Regions from separate parts of the Mus musculus genome. Here all the other regions are linked to region 1. A link is a contact called in public HiChIP or PLAC-seq, Micro-C and promoter capture Hi-C data. All regions are on one chromosome and are shown on one strand. Each heading gives the region's core, a stretch centred on a gene start, on an enhancer-like site or on the middle of the called end of the contact. The rest is flanking DNA. Distances are from core to core; before and after follow the strand shown. Region 1 holds the start of Rnf182 (ring finger protein 182). Region 2 overlaps Cd83 (CD83 antigen). Region 3 holds the start of Sirt5 (sirtuin 5). Region 4 holds the start of Ranbp9 (RAN binding protein 9). Region 5 holds the start of Cd83 (CD83 antigen). Region 6 has its middle 20 kb from the start of Cd83.

Evidence for each region. Promoter capture Hi-C pulls out the DNA fragments that hold promoters and counts their contacts. A called contact is a pair of places that touch in the nucleus more often than the background predicts. HiChIP or PLAC-seq counts read pairs in DNA pulled down with a chosen protein or histone mark.
Region 2: an H3K4me3 HiChIP or PLAC-seq map of bone marrow-derived macrophages shows a contact between it and region 1, with 3 times the contacts expected there. The contact joins the enhancer-like site here to the promoter of Rnf182 in region 1. A contact is called at or near these places in 2 of 39 promoter capture datasets (3T3-L1-derived adipocytes and pre-B cells), 1 of 15 datasets of contacts at CTCF or cohesin (CD8 T cells), 3 of 484 Hi-C or Micro-C datasets (bone marrow-derived macrophages and embryonic stem cells), 2 of 115 datasets of contacts at active chromatin or transcription factors (bone marrow-derived macrophages and stem cell-derived neural progenitor cells) and 2 of 9 other capture datasets (adipose tissue and macrophages).
Region 3: a Micro-C map of embryonic stem cells shows a contact between it and region 1, with 4 times the contacts expected there. The contact joins the promoter of Sirt5 here to the promoter of Rnf182 in region 1. A contact is called at or near these places in 1 of 484 Hi-C or Micro-C datasets (embryonic stem cells) and 1 of 9 other capture datasets (liver).
Region 4: a contact with region 1 is called in an H3K4me3 HiChIP or PLAC-seq map of embryonic stem cells, with 15 read pairs. The contact joins the promoter of Ranbp9 here to the promoter of Rnf182 in region 1. A contact is called at or near these places in 2 of 39 promoter capture datasets (frontonasal cranial neural crest and maxillary cranial neural crest), 1 of 484 Hi-C or Micro-C datasets (embryonic stem cells), 2 of 115 datasets of contacts at active chromatin or transcription factors (embryonic stem cells and pancreatic cancer cells) and 1 of 9 other capture datasets (adipose tissue).
Region 5: a contact with region 1 is called in a promoter capture Hi-C map of embryonic stem cells, with 2.7 times the contacts expected there. The contact joins the promoter of Cd83 here to the promoter of Rnf182 in region 1. A contact is called at or near these places in 2 of 39 promoter capture datasets (both in embryonic stem cells), 1 of 484 Hi-C or Micro-C datasets (embryonic stem cells), 5 of 115 datasets of contacts at active chromatin or transcription factors (CD8 T cells, craniofacial prominence, embryonic stem cells and 2 more) and 2 of 9 other capture datasets (adipose tissue and pancreatic islet).
Region 6: a contact with region 1 is called in a promoter capture Hi-C map of hematopoietic stem and progenitor cells, with 2.2 times the contacts expected there. The contact joins the enhancer-like site here to the promoter of Rnf182 in region 1. A contact is called at or near these places in 1 of 39 promoter capture datasets (hematopoietic stem and progenitor cells), 5 of 115 datasets of contacts at active chromatin or transcription factors (CD8 T cells, embryonic forebrain, memory CD8 T cells and 2 more) and 1 of 9 other capture datasets (adipose tissue).

Annotation. Positions count from the first base shown.
Region 1 is chr13:43,614,172-43,617,117 of GRCm38.p6, reverse strand. It overlaps Rnf182 (ring finger protein 182), which reads right to left and starts at 1,321. Exons shown (of 2, transcript NM_183204.4): 1 at 1,051-1,321.
Region 2 is chr13:43,801,512-43,804,502 of GRCm38.p6, reverse strand. It overlaps Cd83 (CD83 antigen), which reads right to left. Exons shown (of 5, transcript NM_009856.3): 5 at 1,370-2,946. The coding sequence ends at 2,818. Among named protein-coding and RNA genes, the nearest start is that of Cd83, 18 kb to the right of the region's middle. Within about 2 kb of position 1,577, at least 7 of the 459 cell types and tissues checked have an H3K27ac peak or open chromatin away from gene starts, as enhancers often do. A contact at or near this core is called in bone marrow-derived macrophages, where this site is marked.
Region 3 is chr13:43,364,130-43,367,203 of GRCm38.p6, reverse strand. It overlaps Sirt5 (sirtuin 5), which reads right to left and starts at 1,669. Exons shown (of 9, transcript NM_178848.3): 1 at 1,660-1,669.
Region 4 is chr13:43,479,636-43,482,473 of GRCm38.p6, reverse strand. Ranbp9 (RAN binding protein 9) reads left to right here and starts at 1,501. Exons shown (of 14, transcript NM_019930.2): 1 at 1,501-2,062. The coding sequence starts at 1,546.
Region 5 is chr13:43,783,703-43,786,831 of GRCm38.p6, reverse strand. It overlaps Cd83 (CD83 antigen), which reads right to left and starts at 1,720. Exons shown (of 5, transcript NM_009856.3): 1 at 1,582-1,720; 2 at 1,365-1,486. The coding sequence starts at 1,618.
Region 6 is chr13:43,763,868-43,767,059 of GRCm38.p6, reverse strand. No RefSeq gene overlaps it. Among named protein-coding and RNA genes, the nearest start is that of Cd83, 20 kb to the left of the region's middle. Within about 2 kb of position 1,634, at least 107 of the 459 cell types and tissues checked have an H3K27ac peak or open chromatin away from gene starts, as enhancers often do. A contact at or near this core is called in CD8 T cells and hematopoietic stem and progenitor cells, where this site is marked.

The DNA of each region.
Region 1 (2,946 bases), core at 72-2,571:
AACATCTGCACATGTATAATATCCTTAACTGATCACCTGTAACCCGGAAAAGCATGTTTTCTTTCTCTCATAATAGTACATATCATTTCTAGTGCTCTCCCCCCCCAAAAAAGTCTTCACTATCACATTTAAAAATTTTGTGTGTGTGTGTGTGTCTGCAACAAACTATCACGAAATGATCTGCTGGCTTGTGGCCACTGAAAGGGACTGGTACCCACAACTTAAGCAGTTTCCTATCAGGTATCCCAATGCCCTTGGCAACTGCATCTCAGTCCTTGCCAGCACACATAAACACTGATGCAAACACTGCCTGGACACCTGCCTCCGAGGATGCTTTGGATGGCTCCCTTGCATAAAAACACAAGGCATTTTCCACTTGCCTAGAGCGTGAACACAATATCTTCCCAAAACAATAGCAACGATGTCTGTGCCAAGTATCTCCCCAACAAGGTACTGGTCCAGCTAACAGCTCTAGAAAGGCTAGAAACGAGCCCGAGCACTCTTTCCCACCATGCAGTTCCAGATTCAGATCCAAAACCCAGAGGAACTCCAGATACCACTTCTAAATGCGTGGACCACAAGCGTCAGAAGGAGCTGACTTTTCAAAGATTTGTGTTAAATTTAAAAAAGAAGAAGAAGAAAGAAAGAAAGAAAAAGAAAGAAAGAAACCTCTCATTTGCTCCTTGCACCTCCTATCCTATTCTGTAAGGAATTAACCATGAAACACAAAAGTCCTGGGGTAATTTTGTTTCCTTCTTTTCCTCCTAAAGGCGAAGGAGAGAGGTGGAAGGAAAAAGAGACACCTGGCAGGTGGGTATGGCTCGGCCCGCCCCTCAACTTGGTCGGGACAGATCAGGCGGTGTCGAGGGCTCTGCGCCCGGAGCGCGGCCCGAAGTTTGCTACGGGTGCTGGGCTCCCGGGGCTCCGGGAGGCCGTGACGGTGGGTGGCATCAGGGTAGCCCCGCAGGGCATCCGGTGCACACCCCGCAGCGGCTGGACCCCGCGCTCGGGGGACCCTTCCTGGGCCGCGCGGACTGGCGCGCGCCTTACCTGACCAGCGGCGGGGGCCGTGGGAGGACGGACTGGAGGATCGATGGGAGGATCGAGAGCCACTCCGGCGGCGGCGCCAGGGATTGAGGGAGGCGCGGCGGAGGAGGAGCTCGGGAGCCGCGGGCGGGCGGGCCGCTTTGTCTCTACGGCGCACAGCCGACCCTACGTCACCATGGCAACCGCCACTGCCGGGGCCGGCCGAGAGCCTGAACCCCTAAGGCACCACGGTCCGGGACCCCGCCAGCCCTGAGACCCACGCCCTTCTTCTCAGCAGTTGGGTAGTGTGGAGGAGACAAGGACCCCACCCCCAAACACCCGGAGCCACTGCCAGTGTAGACACTCCCGAGTCTCAGAGTCCCTTGCCAGAGACAGGAAGGCTCCAGAGAGCCCTAAGCCCAGAGCCAAATCTTATTGCAGTGCAGGCTCTGCTTTGCTTTCTTACTCTGGACATTCCAAAGCTCTAAGGTCCCCGTCACCACCACATCTTTCTTTTATGAAGCTCTGCCCTCGAAACGGAAATTCACTTAAGGGAGAAGAAAGGACAGTACAAAGTGATAAACTATCACTTTGAGCAACTGGTACTCCGTGCTCCTGTTGCGGCTGCTGCATCAGACACCACCACCACCACCACCACCACAATCACCACCAACCAACCGCAACCTTTGCCTCTGCTGCATTTCTGGTCTCCCACAATCAAGCCAAGCACCTGCCTTGCCAGGGGCTCCCGTGGGAGGGAAAGGGAGCCTTGACTTCTGATGATAAATACGAGATGTTAAACCGCAACTTTTACACACAGGCTTCAGTGTGAATGTGAAACACTGCCACACTGCTTAGGGACGGATTACAACTGCTAAGCATCCACCATGGGCACCAAGTGACAGAGCCACCGTCTAGCTGCATACTGCCGACCTTGACCCTTAGGAAAGCAACTAGGCTCCCTTGGGAGTCTAGATAGCCTCTCCTGAGGAAATTTTTGGAGAAAGAGGGAAAAGTACCAGCAGGCCTTGGGTCATGCTTTTTTTTTTAAAGGACAGAGCTAGAGGGCAGCTCCCCTGGGTGAGTCACTCCTCTATACTATGTTTTCTTGAAAGTTCAGTGACTAAATCCAAATTCTACAGTGTCTTCCTTTGGACCTCAAGAGCAGGCCATGGACTGTCCTGGCATTTGTGAATCACCAAAGAAGTCCCATTAACATGCTAACTAACCCCCTGGAGAGCTATTGTTTTCTGGGCTTTCAAGCTGTCTGAGAAGGACACACCGAAACAACAGCATTACTGAAAAACAAAACAAACAAACAAACAAAGACGTTACCGATAGAGGAGGCTCCATGTATTAACTTATAAAAATAGAAGGTCCATTTTATGTACTAAAATGAAAGCATTTCACTCCTAAGGAAGGTTGCCTACTTTTTTTTTTTTAAATAAAAAGATCAGTAGGTGGGGGAGGGGGGGTGCACGCCTTTAATCCCAGTACTTTGGAGGCAGAGGCAGGCAGATTTCTGAGTTCCAGGCCAGCCTGGTCTACAGAGTGAGTTCCAGGACAGCCAGGGCTATACAGAGAAACTCTGTCTGGAAAAACCAAATAAATAAATAAATAAATAAATAAATAAATAAATAAATAAATAAAAGATCAGTGCTTCCAGATGAAGTCAAGAGAACGAAATCTTTCTGTCACGCCATTAAGTCATTTGAAGATATGTATCAAAACTCAAAGTGCATGTATGTTTCTCCCAGCTATCTGAATCTAAGAAATGTTACACAGAAACCCATGAATAGATAATGAGAGCTATGCAAGAGTGCAACATACCCCCACTTTTCTACCAGCAAAAATTTAAAACAAAGTATATGTGGACCAACAGTGATCTGGTTAAATTAATTTGGTACGGTTGCACTGTAC
Region 2 (2,991 bases), core at 328-2,827, 190 kb before region 1:
AAACAAAACAAAACAAAACAAAACAAAACAAAACAAAAACAAAAAACTGCAGGCTGCCTCTTAGAACAGGCAGCTGATGTGTGTCTGTATTCATGTGCTGGGACATCCCACAGCAAAATTGGTATAACTGTAGATCTAATCCCATGGACAAGGGAAAGTGTAAGAACAAAGATTTTCCTAGATGTGAAGACAATAAATTCAGCCCATGGTCCTTTGAAATAGTAGATAGGATGCAATTGGGGCACTAGAAGCCAATAAATTCTCCTTAATCTCTCTCTGTCTCTCTGTCTCTGTGTCTGTCTGTCTGTCTCTGTCTTTCTCTCATACACATGCACACACAGAGAGAGAGAGAGAGACAGACAGACAGACAGACAGACACAGACACATTTGCAAACACTAAATAGTAAACTTGAAACATGGAGTCAACCTGCTATTAAGTGTCAATAATGTATCTAGTAAAGTCTATCTAAAATGACAGGAGCACCCCCTCTGCCTGGTCTCTCTCACAGTATAGCTCTCATGCCTATGGAGAGTAGGTTTCACTGTGCATTCTCCAAAGGCAACATGCAACACCCACAGAGTCAACTTATTCCTTTTAAGGAAACAAGCTTGCCAGAAGTTGTGTGAACCCTGGCATTGCTTCTGTTCCCATTACCTTCTTTCTTGGTCTCCTGTCCTCTGAACATTGCCAGACACTTAGCCGTTCTGTGGACTCTCTCAGTCTTCTGAATGTATCTATTAAACCAATAACTGTTCTTACTCTAAATCTTCTGACTGACATGGCACAACTTCGGACATCTGCATTCCTCAAAATAAGACTAAGCTGCCCTGGTGCATTCATTTGTAGAGCATTTAACAATGGGTTGAATCCATTCAAAGTAGTTCTGCAGCTTTTACAGGCACTAGTGTATTTCATCTTCACAAAGAGCACCTCACCCATGAGTCTTTTATAGCCACCACAGACACTTGTATAGATCTTTCATAACAGCTTAGAGGTTAGGGGTCTATTTGAAAATCTCCAATAAAACCCCATGAATCCCAAGGTCAGGAGCCCCAACTTTATACATATCATTTGGAAGCAGAACCTCCCTTTCGGTCCCGTCCCCACTCCCCCGTGATTACCTAGGTGGACAAGCTGGCCGTTACCACCTGGTAGGGATGCAGCTCTGGAAAGGAGTGCCATGTCACAGAAGTCTGACAGCCATGTGTCCCTTCCCCACCCCCACCCCCTGTCCTGTCCCAGCCACAGACTCGGGGAAGCAGCCAGTCATTTACCACTACCATTTCTGCATTCTTACTCTCCACTCAGCACCCAAACACTCACTCTAAAGTCGGGATCATTTTAAAGATAGAAAAGAAGAACACACCTCTTCACATGCATTCTTTTAATAGCATGAAAGTCATGGCTGAGAGGTAAGCACGCTGTATCTGCTCAGCATCCCTTTTACTTTCATAGTGTGGGTGATGGGCACACCATTAGTGGGACAAAATCTCTTTGGGAAGCAAATGAGGAAGGAGCCCAGCTCATTAAAGAAATGCAACAATGTTACATCAATGCAACATCTGAGAACTTCCTCCTGTCGTGGCGCAATAGCTCCCCTAGGTCCATATCTTCAAGAACTTGTGATTAGTCCTTCAAGCGCAAAGCGCTGAGCCAGTCTCCACGTTTCTCAGGAGGAGTTCACACAGAAGACCATGCTCATGTCCTTTTTGTAGCCTCCTGTGTTTGGATTGATGGGCAAGCTGAGATATGACAGGCATTCGCTCAGCTCCAGAACTCTAGGATATCAACAAGGTAACAGCCCAGTAGAGTTGCCAATGTATTCACTACATTCAGCTTTCCCCAAGCAACTTCACATCCATTGTATTCAACCCAGACTAAACTATCTGGTTTACTAACCAGAGAGTGAAAACCACAAGTGACTCGTCCAGAATCATACAGACAATCTTGTGGCCAGACTTCTGGTTTCTCAGTCCATTGTCTGCCCTTCCCAGCAGGGCACTGTACAGTGCTTCTAGCTTGCTGTCCCTATTTTGAGGAACATTCTCCATCTTCTCTCAGGCTGCTTGTCAGCTAGCAATGCTATGTAACTAGACCTTCATATTTTAAAAAAGGAAAGAAACACACTTCTTTGAAAAAACATGAAAAATTCTTCTTTGACAAGTACATGAAGATTAAAAAAATAAATGTGGCATCCCTCTGTATTGCTGCTTTTGTGGATGTCTTTTCCAGATGAAAAGGCCCTGCTGGGGAATAGTTCACTGACCTCTCATTTCTATGTACACATAATACTCCTTACTAATAGCAGGACCTTCGCACTGGGAAATTATTTGCTAAATATTTCCCACTGGCTCACAGCTTGGCCTGTCAATTTCCGCCAGATGTGAGACATCTGGGCTGGTGCAACGAAACAGGACAAATTCAAAGAGATGTATCCCAGATGTAGGAGAGGACAGCTGTCCTCAGGAGTCTGTCACAGGGCCAGCTCAGAGTGTTCAAATTTCCCATGACCCTGCTTCACCTGCATCTCACCATAGCTTGTAGATGACTGAAAAGCACTCACGAGGTTGACCAGATAGCCACATGAAACATTAAGCTGACAGCCACAGAGAAGCGGTGATACTCCATGCTTCGTGATCATATGATGGTGCTCAAGACCCTGTGTCAGGGAGTAGTGTGGAGCCCACTGTCAGGTGAAGGACTTCAAAGAAAGGTTGCCATCTGAGGATGGAGCTCATTCTTCTCTTGTCCGGGTGGCATTCAGGCACACTGATCTGATGTGCCCTTGGCTTTGTAAAAACCAGTGGAGATCCTACTCATACCGTTTCTGTCTTAGGAAGGGTCACTGGCCCCAAATGTTTGCTTGGGGAGGTGACTGGAAGAAAAGCTTGTTCCGTACCAGGTTTAGAAATATCTGGGAAAATGCTTTGTAGTCGTGCAAATTTCTGTAAAAAGGGAAAAGAAAAGATGTTGAGAAACTAGTCATTGGG
Region 3 (3,074 bases), core at 420-2,919, 250 kb after region 1:
CTGAGTGGGTATTTCTCAAAGGAAGACACTGGGACCATGGAATGAAGCCACAATGAACTATCAGCACAAATCTGCTGGAATTGGCTAGTTATCAAAAAGACAAAAGCTAACATTAACAAGGATGTGGATGAAAAGGAACTGAGATACTGCGAATGTCAGTTAGCATAGCGGTTTTGGTAATCAATATGGAGATCACTCAACAACTTCAAACCAGAATTAGCACGTACTCTAGCAAGCCCCTCCGAGCTTGTTATGAAGGGATTGAAGGTCAATGTGGGCAGGAGAGAGGTATCTACACTTCGATGTTAATTTTGGTGTTACCCACATGGAAACAATCTAGGTGGCAATCAACAGAGGACTAAGGCAAGTGTAGCCTGTGCACACACAATACAATATTAGAACAAGTTCTCGGGCTGGGGAGATGGCTCAGCGGTTAAGGGCACCGACTGCTCTTCCAAAGGTCCTGGATTCAAATCTCAGCAACCACATGGTGGCTCACAACCATTCGTGAGGAGAACTCCCTCTTCTGGCGTGTCTGAAGACAGCTACAGTGTACTTACATATAATAAATAAATCTTTAAAAAAAAATGACCCTGCTAACCTAAGTGAAATAAGCTAAGCAGAGCAGGGCAGGTGGACCGATTTCACACGAGGAGCATAGAAAGGAACAGAATGGTGGTCACCAGAGGCTGGGTGTGGGGAACAAGATGGGGGCATGGAGATGTCTGTCAAGGGCAAGTTTGACTGGTCTTTTGTAGGGCACAGCAACCAAAGTTGATAATGAAGTGATGCACATTTCAAAACTTTAAAACGAGTGAACTCGTAAGGTTCTTACTAAAAAATTTCGAGATGACAGACACATTAATCAGCTTAGCTATCTCTTCTTATATATAATCCATGCATTTATCAAAAGTCCCCACTGCAGCCCAGCAATATACACTACCAACTGAAATGCAGGAGTAGGCACAGGGCAGAGTGCATGGCAACTGTCCTGCAGAAACGTTCACAGGCCTTCCATAAAGACTTTTTGGACACCAAAAGCTCCCAAATGAGATCAGCACCCCAAGAGTCCCAGGCCTTGACACCAACCCTCTCCGCTCATACCTGCTCAGGGCTACCTGCCTTCTAACCTAAAGGGTACAGCCTGGAACCCAGCTGATCACCTTTCCCAACACGTGCGTGCCCACCCTCCAGCCCCCACCCTCGGAGGGTTTTCGGCCCACCTCTGCAGCTGTCGCTCCTGAGCTCCCATCTTCCCAGAGTTGAAAAGTGCGCTACCCCCAACCCTGCCCCCCTCTCAAAAACTTTGGGGCACCATCCTCCCGGCTCGTGGCTGCGCTTTGACCTTTCCCCCTTTCTCTGCTGCCACGATCACCACATCCTGCCGGCTCCACCTTCAGGTTGTGTCGTGATCCTACCCTTTCTGCACTCCCACCGCCACCACTACAACCCGTCCCTGTCACCTTAGCCAAAGTGCCCTTCCTTCCGGTCACTGCCTTCCCGGGCCCAGCTGCTCCCCTAGGTTTCACTCCTACGCCTGGCCCATCCAGCCAACCACAGCGTCGCCGCCGACCCCACCGGCACCCCATCGCGCATGCGCGGGATGGGGCGCGCGGAGCCGAAACAAAGCCCAGACCCCCACCAGTGCCAGACACGCACCTGCAAAAAGCGGTGGGGACCGTGGAGCAGGAGAGGCCTGGGGCGGGGCGCTCCACGTCCTGGTGCCAAGCCCTGGCTGCAGCGGCCCCTGCCGGAGACCCGGAGCGCGACATACTATTGGTGGGACCACGAGTCAGTGGAAGGAGAGGCGACTTGCATGTGTCTTTGTGACCTTCCAAGGCTCATTCCACTGCCCAAATAGGTCAAGAACTACCTACCGCCTGCTCTGTGGCCTCCTTGAGCACACTGGGGGATGCAATTTCAGCACAGAGCTTAGCAAAATCAGAGTCGATTCCCCTGAAAATCTGTGGCCTGGCGAGTCGGTTCCGGGCTAGCCCAAACTGCTCCAACACAACCTAGAGGTTATGATCACTACTGCTGGTGCAAGATCGACTAGCTTTAGGGACAGACTTCTCTGGTCAGGCTCATCAGCATGGCTTTTCTAATACTTCAATTGGTGATGGAGCCAGGGAACCAGAAAGGGAAATAATCCGAGAATTTGGGAGCAAACAGTTCACATTTATCTTTCCCAGGTTAAAACTCAAATGTCGCTGGGCGTGGTGGCGCACGCCTTTAAACCCAGCACTAGACTAGGGAGGCAGAGGCAGGCGGATTTCTGAGTTTGAGGCCAGCCTGGTCTACAAAGTGAGTTGAGTTCCAGGACAGCCAGGGCTACACAGAGAAACCAAAAAACAAAACAAACAAACAAACAAAAAATCTCTCCTCGCCTCTCCTCTCCCCTCCCCCTCCCCCTCCCCCTCTTCTCTTCTTTTGGTGTTGGAGATGTTGAACCCTGCACCTTTCTCGTGTTATGCAAGCACGCTACCACTGAGCTACATCTCCAGCTCTTCAGTTGCTTTTCATGCTTGTGACAATAACTGCCACACACGTTAATTCTTTACTATCAATACGTGGAGGACAGGGAGAGACATTCAGCTTCTTATTGCATATGTAGCCCTCCATCACCCACGGGGTCTGCCATTTCTTTCTTTCTTTTTTTTTTTAATTAGGTATTTTCCTCATTTACATTTCCAATGCTATCCCAAAAGTCCCCCATACCCCCCCCACTCCCCTACCCACCCACTCCCCCTTTTTGGCCCTGGCGTTCCCCTGTACTGGGGCATATAAAGTTCGCAAGTCCAATGGGCCTCTCTTTCCAGTGATGGCCGACTAGGCCATCTTTTGATACATATGCACCTAGAGACAAGAGCTCCGGGGTACTGGTTAGTTCATATTGTTGTTTGAGACGCTGTATTTCATCAAAGTCCAGGAGACTTCCCCCACATCCCAGCTCTGATGCTCCGGCCACTCTAACCTTTCTTCTAGGCTTGGAAAGGCCACCTTTTCCCAACCTCACCTCACACAAGAGATGGTCTGAAGTGGAAATTTCAGGTAGTGTCATGTGATGCAGACTC
Region 4 (2,838 bases), core at 252-2,751, 130 kb after region 1:
AGTTTTAGTGTTTTTTAAATTCAGTGGCGTCATGTAAACATGCTGTGATTTGTTAAAAAAAATGTAGAGCCGAGGTTAGAGTTATGGGGCATTTTATTACTAATGAACAATGGAGTGTCTAGTGTGGGTAATTTAAGATGGAAATTAGGCAGAAGGACTGCTACAACTGGCTAGGCGCTATGTCCATGGGAGTCTTCGATTAAGTCACCATTGACCCATTCGCTTCAAAAACAAAATAACTAGTTCTCTATTAACCAACCATTCCATGCTTATACGGTCCAATCAGAGCCAGCATATCATCTCCGGAAGCTAACACAGCATCGGAATCTGTACCATGTAGATTATGGGAGTGAAGCCTGATTTTTGCCGGGCTAAGGAAAGGGTAGGTTAAACAAAGGGAAGTGCCGAAAACAGACTAGTAATGCTATGTGGGGGTCAGAGAGCAACACTTGGCAAATTGTGCCACACGGGTTGACCAAGCACTCTACTGAGAATTGCAAAGTAGGAAGTCTCCTTTTTTAAAACTCTGCTGACCTCAGTAAATATTTCCATGTTTAAAAAAAAATGGGCATAATTCTCTGCTACCTAACAAAGAGGCCTATGATGAGAATTAATGAGCTTATAAAATGTTTTGACGTCTGTCTCCAGAAGCCCTTCCTAAACGCTCACACAGTTCGCATTCCTGCCCTTTGACGATCTGCCCGTCTTGATTGGTATTCCTAACGTGGCTGTTTCTCCCCCATTAAGTTCACTCGGACTCCTCATAAATTAATTAATTAACGAGAGGGTCACTCATGAAGCGGGAGACTTCGCCTTCAGAAATGGTTTCCAAGGGCCCTTTATTGACCCGCTAGCTAGGCGGTAAGGCGTTAGAAACCCCGGGCTCAGCTCCCGGCGGCGCAGCAGGGCTCGATTGCTCTCGCCTGGGCGCGCTGCGGCCTCCCGGCGGCTGAGGGGGACGGCCCGTCGAGACGCGACGAGGCCGCCGGTCGGCGCAGCTAGGATCCCGCAGCCACCGGAGGCCCGCGGCCGAACCCGCGCCCGCGTCCTCGCCCGCGCCGGCGAGCCCCAGGCCGCGGAGAAGGCCGTCCGCGCGCGCACCAGGCCCGCCCCTCGCGCCGCGGCCCGCCTCCTCGCCTGGCGCCGCCCGCGCGCAGCGTCTCGCGCCGCCCGCCCGCTCGCTCGCCCGCCGGGAAACAGCCGCGAGAGCAGCGGCCGCCGCGGCCGCTCGCACCTCCTCGCAGTCTCTCTTCCCCGCTTCACCGCGTCGCCCAGGGCCGCGCGCCCTTCCGCCCGCTCCCCTCGCTGTCCCACCGCATCGCTCCCGGTCGCGTGCCCGCCAGCGCCTGGCCAACGCTCCCTCGCGCCCGCCCGCGGTCGGTCTCCTCAACCGCCGCGCTCCGCCGGGCCGCGCGGCCCGCCGCCTGCTTCCGGGGCGGGCGGACTCTGGGCGCCTGGTGCCGGCGGCCGCAGCGACAGCGCCCCCGGGAAGCGCAGGAGGAAGCAGGGACGAGTGGAGGTGCCGCAGGCTGAGTCGCGGCCGGGATGTCCGGGCAGCCGCCGCCACCGCCGCCGCAACAGCAGCCGCCGCCGCCGCCGCCCGCCGCCGGGGCCCCGGGCTCCGGAGTCGCCCTGCCCGCGGCCGCGGCCGCCAGCGCCGGCTCCTCCCCGGCCGGCTCGCCCGGTGGAGGCTTGGGGGCCGCAGCGGCCGCCCTGCTGCTCCACCCGCCGCCGCCGCCGCCGCCTCCCCCGGCCACCGCCGCGCCGCCGCCCCCCGCCTCGGCGGCCGCCCCCGCCACCGCGCCGCCCGGCCTGGCGGTGGGCCCCGGCCCGGCCGCAGGCGTCCCGGTCCCGGGCCTGGCGGCGGGCAGCAGCGCCGCTGCCCCTTTCCCGCACGGCGACTCGGCCCTCAACGAGCAGGAGAAGGAGCTGCAGAGGCGGCTGAAGCGCCTCTACCCGGCTGTGGATGAGCAGGAGACGCCGCTGCCCCGGTCCTGGAGCCCGAAGGACAAGTTCAGCTACATCGGCCTCTCGCAGAACAACCTGCGGGTGCACTACAAAGGTACGGGGCGCGGGGTCCGGCGGAGAGATCGGACGGTGCGGGGCGAGGCTCTGGGCGAGGGAAGGTGAGAGTGGGGTCCCAGGTGGGAAGGAGCTGGGATCCCTAGGCCCGGAGCTGGACGCTTTGAGGGAATCCGGGATGACCAGACACATCGCACCTTCTGATTTCCTGGAGATAAATCTATGGGCCGGAGTTGGGTTACATTGTTCTCCAGGTGGAGGGTCAGGCCATCTCCTCTTACGCAGCAGGGGTGAGAGGCACGATTCCGAGGTACAGTTTCTAATTAAGGGAGAACAGAGATCCACAGGAGGGGGAGGGAGGCGTGATCAGTGGAGGATTTGTCCCAAATTAGGCCAGAGATTGTCTAGGGGGACAAAAGGACAAGGGGCCCAAGTTGGCCATCATTGCACCTTACTGAAAGCAACTGGGAGAGGAACCTCAGGATTCCCTGTTTTCTTCGGGGAGCAGACCCCCCCCCCCTCCGGATTGGAAATGCCCCGTGTTTCCGGGTTGGTGTTACATGAAGTTTTGTTGAAAACAAGGGTTTTAAAACATACCGATTAGCATTTTCAAAAACAAAAAACAAAAAAAAAAAAACCAAAACTGGCTTATATTTTGCACCTGCAGTTAACAAAGTTAACCACCTTAGGCTGCTGCTTTCTCCCATCCCCACTTTTTCCTAGGTTAAAACAAAGCTTTAAGCAAACTGGTTGTATAGAAGATTATAAATGCCAGTAAGGGGTTTTTGAAATGTAGCTCAGATTAATGGCATACGT
Region 5 (3,129 bases), core at 471-2,970, 170 kb before region 1:
TGCCTACTCAAACAATTCTTGGACTCCGGTTTACTGAGCTCAGACAGAAGAAAAGAGAAACAAGAAAGAAAGGGGCGGGGACACACACACACACACACACACACACACACACACACACACTGTTCTACACAGCAGTGGCCTGAGATCTCCATGGTATCACCTCCTTCCTGACACAAACTTAGATTCAGTAACAGGGTGGACCCTGGGCGCTGGGCAGAGTGCAGAGTGCACAGGGAAGTCATTATCTTTGGGGAATTAACACTTCAGTTGGTTGAGTTGTTTGGGTTTTGCTTTGATGCTTAGTATTTCAAACCTTCGGACTTTGTGTGTGTTGGGCAAGCCTTGCACCGCTGAGCTGCCACCCTCCTTCCCCCCAGGCCAGACAAGTGGCTAAAGTGGGTAAACACACCACCACACACATACACATACACACACACACTTCCCATTCTGCCTCGCACGTTTAAACTTCTCATAACATCATTCTTTGTGGGAAGAAGGCAGTCCCGTGTTTCTTGAAAACTGAGAGCATACAGAGGCTTCCTCCTCAGAGCCACCCCCGGGGGGGATTTAATTCATGTTGCCTTCAGATGGAGGTGGCCTCTCTCAGAACCTCGCTGAAAGCCGAGGTGCAAAGGAACCTCGCTGAAAGCCGAGGTGCAAAGGCCGGCTCTATTAAATTACAGCAGCTGGGCTTTAAAATACCAGAGGAATTACAATGTTGGAGTCTGAGGGCTCTCACTGAAAGGAAACCTTTCAAATGTCTTGCTGCGTGCAACTCAATTTCCCACCACAGAAGCAGAGATGCGGTCTCTCCTGTTTGGGCCTCGGGCTCCAGCACATTTCTAAGGAAATCTTCATTCTTGGCCAGACCCGACCCCTCAGAGGCTTCCATGAAGAAGCAAGGTGGCAGACGAGCCAATAGCGAGCCTTAGCTGAAAAGAGATGATCGCTCCTAACTACCTCTTGTGGCCAGCCTAAGCCACCTGAGACCCTCTTTGAGATGGTGCCATGGTCACAAGGCACAAGAAATCAGGAGTCTAGGGACATGCTCCCGGTCCCATGCCCAAATCTAGGCCCATGTTGCTTTCACTGCAGCTCTCTGGCTGCACCCACAGGTGCCCTGTAACATGGATCCAATCCCTTGGAAACCTCTGGTGGGATCATTCACGCCAAGCCGCTTTTGATCATGATCTGTATCCTAACATAAGGGAGCGTGGGCCATGGATGCGGATGAAGGGAGGTGGGAGAAAATGGGGTATCAGAATGGTTGGAGTGCCCAATCCAGGGCCCCTGGAGACCCGGTCTCTCACGTGCCTGTTTCCACTGTCCCTGCAAGGGACCGCGCAAACCCCAGTGGAGCTTACCTTGGCCCAGGACACTGCATAGGAGAGCTGCGGGTCCCAGGGCGCTGTGCAAGGCAAGTCGGCGGTCTCGGAGCAAGCCACCGTCACCTCCCGCATCGCCATCGCGGGTGCCAGGCTGCAGGCTACAAGAGAGAGGGGGGAGAAACAGAGCGGCGTAAGCAAGGCCACCGAGGCGGGGTCGCGGGTAGCACCGAGCGATCGGGCTTGGGGGCCGTACCGCAGCCTAGAAACAGGAGCTGGAGGCCTTGCGACATGGCTGGAGCGCTGCGACACTGTCCGGGCCGGCCCCCTGGGCGCGCGCCGTGCTCTTGTACCCGCGCTTGGGACTTCCCCGCGCGCCGGCCCCGGGGACTCCCCAGTCGGAGGAGGCGGGTAGCCTGGTCCCCGCCCCGCGCGCGTCCCCAAGTCCGCGTTGCTGCTGCGGCTGGCCAGCGGCAACAAGCAGCTCCGCGGAACCGCCCCGCGCCCTGAGGCTTCGGAAGCCGCGATGGCACGCGCCACCCCAGCTAGATGACCCTCAAACCCATCGAGTGGGTCATGCAGATTCAGATAGGGTGGGCAGCTTCCTCTGAAACCCAGGGCTGTGGCGACCTGCTACTCTCCAGATTTTGTGATAGGGACAGACACCCTAGGCTTCCTGAGAAGTGGCAAACGCCTGCAGTCCTTGGCTTGCTGCCTTCTTTCGGGTTATCGCTCGGCCTTGTTTACGTTGTTTGAGCAAGGGAGATCTTTTTATACTAAAGCATTAATTACACACATGCTCATAAGTCTTTTAGAAAACAATGTCTAAAAGAATCTTGAGTCCATCTGCTTTGCATCTGCTCCCCAAGGCTCAGGGACCAGGGGGAAGACAGGACAGAAAGATTTTAAGTGCCAGAGATCTGGAAGGAGAACGGTGTCTGCTGGACATGACTCTGAAGTCACAGGAGCAGTGATGATTTTCACATGCTCAAGGCAGGCAACCTTTCAGCATACTGGGGGAAGGGATTCACAATTGCCCACCCCTAACTGGGGAGCTATGGATAGTTGGCGGCTATGGAGGAGGGAGACCACCCTCCCCCCACAGGTCAATCATTCTCCAGTGGACGCCCACATCCAGAAGTGTATGGCCATCTCAAATTAGATTTTTCTTTTAAATAGATCAAATCACCTCTAATTCCCAGAAGCAACCCCACTTAACATTTTGGTGTACTGACTATTCTATGTCTGTACCCTTATACAGCATTCTAATACTGTTCCCTTCCCATTATCTTTTTCATCCTGTGTTAGCTTAGTTTAACAGTTTACGAGCAGTTTCACAATACTAAAAATAGTTTCAGCAACTGCTTGGTGGCTGTGCCATATTCCATTGGGCCACAAATTAGAGCCCATTAGGTAGTGTTGGGCACTTGGATGGCTTTTTTACTTTATTATTTTTTCCTTCAGATATGAAGGCATTTTGTTTTTACCAAGTCCACCCCCCACCTCCCCAACTCCAACTCCTCCCAGATCCCTCCCTCCATCTCCCTCCCAAGTTCATGTTCTCTCTCAATCTCTCATATATATTACATATATACATATATATACACATATGCATATGCAAATATACATATATACATCATATAATCATTATACATCATATATACATCATATGCACGTATACATGTACATATATACATATACATCACATGTACATATTTATCATATATACATTTATACATCATATATACATTATATATACACACACACACATATCCTAGCAAATCCAATTGGTCCTGCCCATTGC
Region 6 (3,192 bases), core at 385-2,884, 150 kb before region 1:
CTAACCAGACTTCCCTGGCTGGGAGCGTTCCAGGAATTTTGTCTTTTAAATCAGGCCCCAGCCTGTTCCTGGCTGCACTGTCTGAGGCAGCAGTACCTATAGAATGAGACTGGAAAGAAAAAAAACAGAGCTGAAGAGATAACTCAGTCAGTACAGTGCCGGCTACACAGCACAAGGGGCTGAATTTGGTCCCCAGGAGCCATATTTTAAACAAAGCTTTACAAAGGGTATAGTGGGCTTGTGATTCCAGAAAGCCTCAGACCCCAATGAGAGACCCCCCCCCTCTCAAAAACCAAGCTGAATCACTCCTCAGAAAGTGACATCAAGGTTGACCCATGGCCTCCACATACTTGTGTACACACACACACACACAAACACACACACCACACATATACACATACATACAACACACATATGCACATACACACATGTGTACACAAAGACACGAGTATACACACACACACACACACACACACATGCACACATCTACATACACAGGCATGTACACCCCCCATATACACAAACACACACACACACACACCATGTACCACACACATACATCAGACACCACATATACACACCACACACACGGGCATGTACACATACCACATACACAAACCTACACACATACCACATACCATACACATACACCATACACCACACACACACAAACACACACCACATATCACACACATACACCAGACACCACACATACACACACACACACACACACACACACACACACACACACACAAACACACACACAAGTAAATATACTGGAATACTTAGACGTGTGAGATATTTGTTCTCCTTGAACTAGCACTTACAAATGCTACCTGCTAGAGACTGAAAGAGTTGTGGTTGAGTTGGTAGGAGGTTTTGGTTTTTGTTTGTTTGTTGTTGTTGTTTGTTTTGGTTTTTTTTTTTTGAAACAAGGTCTTACTATGCAGCCAAGGCTGGCTTCTAACACACGGATTTTCCTGCCTCAGCCTCCTAAGGGCTGGGCTTATAGGATTGAGCCACCACACCTGGTTTACATGTTTGCTTGTGTTTTAAATTCAGCTTTTTTGTATGGTAAATTAGCTGGTATTCTTCCCACTGTATGTGGAAGACAATGGGATTAGGTGAGACCCTACTCCTACCCAGGTAGCCTCTGAAGACAATGTGATCTGGGTGGTAACAGCATTTGCTTATTTTGGGGACGGGGTCTCACAATGTCTGAAGCTCCACCTGTCTTGGAATTAACTATGTAGACCAGGCTGGCCTGAAACCCACCAAGCTCCGCCTACCACTGTGTTTCCAGTGTTATGATCAAAGGCCTGCCCCACCCCCACCCCTGGCCTGGGCCTTAGTGCTGCTGTTGCAACTCAGAGACTTCTTTTCTAACAGTCAAGTGTTCTACCACGGAGCTAAGCACCAGTAGGTGCAGACCTTTGTTGGAGTCCCCTCCAGATGAACGAGGTATCTGGTATTTCACAACACAGCACTCTGCAGCCCAGGCAGGCCGCTGGGTACTGCTGGCCAGGCTTCTACAGCTGGTCTTAGTGATGACAACCCCAAAGCAGGCTGGGCTCCAGGCTCTCCACTCGTCAGCCACCTGCCGAAGGGACCAAAAGAAGAACTTTCAGAGGCCGTCACGGGTCGTCACATGCGCCACTGTGATGCTTAGCCGCTGAGGGGATTTTGGGGAAGGAAGTAGCCCTGACATCATAGAAACATAGAAGTGAGAAAGACTTAGGGTGTTCCTCTTGACCAGGCACCCCAGAGGGTTGGGAGCCTACTCTGACCTTTCGGGTCTCACTCACTACGTGTGTGTACTCTCTCCTTACCTGGTTGTTGGCCAAATCTTTGTCCTCCAATAGAACTTTCTTCCAATATGAGGTCTCACTTAACACCAGTCTATCTGCATTGCCATTGTACACGCCAACTACTCTGTAACTCTGGGAGAGCATCACATGATTGCTAATCTTTTCACTTCAGCCCAACAGAAAAAATACATCAGCCCACACCTGCATTTTCCTACCTGGGCTCATCTTTTTTATCTATACTGCATCATCATCATCATCATTACTACCATCATCATCATCATTATCACTACTACCACCATCATCATCACCGTCACAGACAGGGTTTCAAACATACAGAACTAGTCCACAATTTGCTATGTAGATGAAAGTACCCTTAACCCTCTTCTCTTCCTGCCTCTACCTGCCCAGTGCTAACATCACAGATGTGCACTACCACACCCAATTAACTTGATGCTGGATAACAAACTCAGGGCTTTGTGCACGATTCGGCAAGCATTCTATCAATTAGACTACATGCACAGCCCATGTCTGCCACCCACACTATCAATCCCATAACCATGTCTGCGTGGATTATTTCCAATCCTTTAGTCCTCCTTGCTTCAGGATGATCCATCCATGGTTCTCATCGTGGGATTTTTCAGTAGCTCTCAAGGAATCTGTGGTGGGTGTTTTCCCGTCTCCCTGATGTTTGGCTTGGCCTTAGAACTCACTTTGAAAGACAGATGTGAAAGTGATACAACAGAAGTTTTTAGTGTGCTTCCATGGTGAGACTTAGCCTCTTGTGTCTCTGCCCTCACCATGAGAAGACGTGCCTCAGGCAGTGCCAGTCCCTGCAGGAACTCTAGGAAGCCAGCCCAGAGTAGGCTTGTAGCTGGGAGCCAGGCCCAGAGGAACAGAGCCAAGATCAGCTGAATCCCAGCCAATCCTCAGCCATACGAAGAAAAAAATAAAAAATAAACGTTTGTGATGCAAGCCACTGGGATTGAGGAGATGTGTTGTTATTCGACATTATTGGAGGAATAGACGATGAGTTAAATGGCCAAAATGAAGTGCAGGCAGTGGCCAGACACATAGCAGGCCTTGCACTCCAGGAGGTAAAGTCCTGACATGAAAACTTGCTTCCTCACCTCAGCCCCTTTATAACTCGGCCCTTCTCTTGCTGTGTCCCATATGTCAGCACCTGCTCGTGTTTAATATAATTCCTTCACAGACTATGCTTGATTTACTAAATGCTCACATATTCAAAAGCTTACCAACAAGACTACAAACTCATTGAGAGCAAGGACCTCGCCAGTTCAGAAGGAGCAAGAATTACAGATAGTGTTCCACTACCTCCATCAGGGTCTTCCCTTGTTTAGCTGGATGTATGGTCACTGTGTCCCGC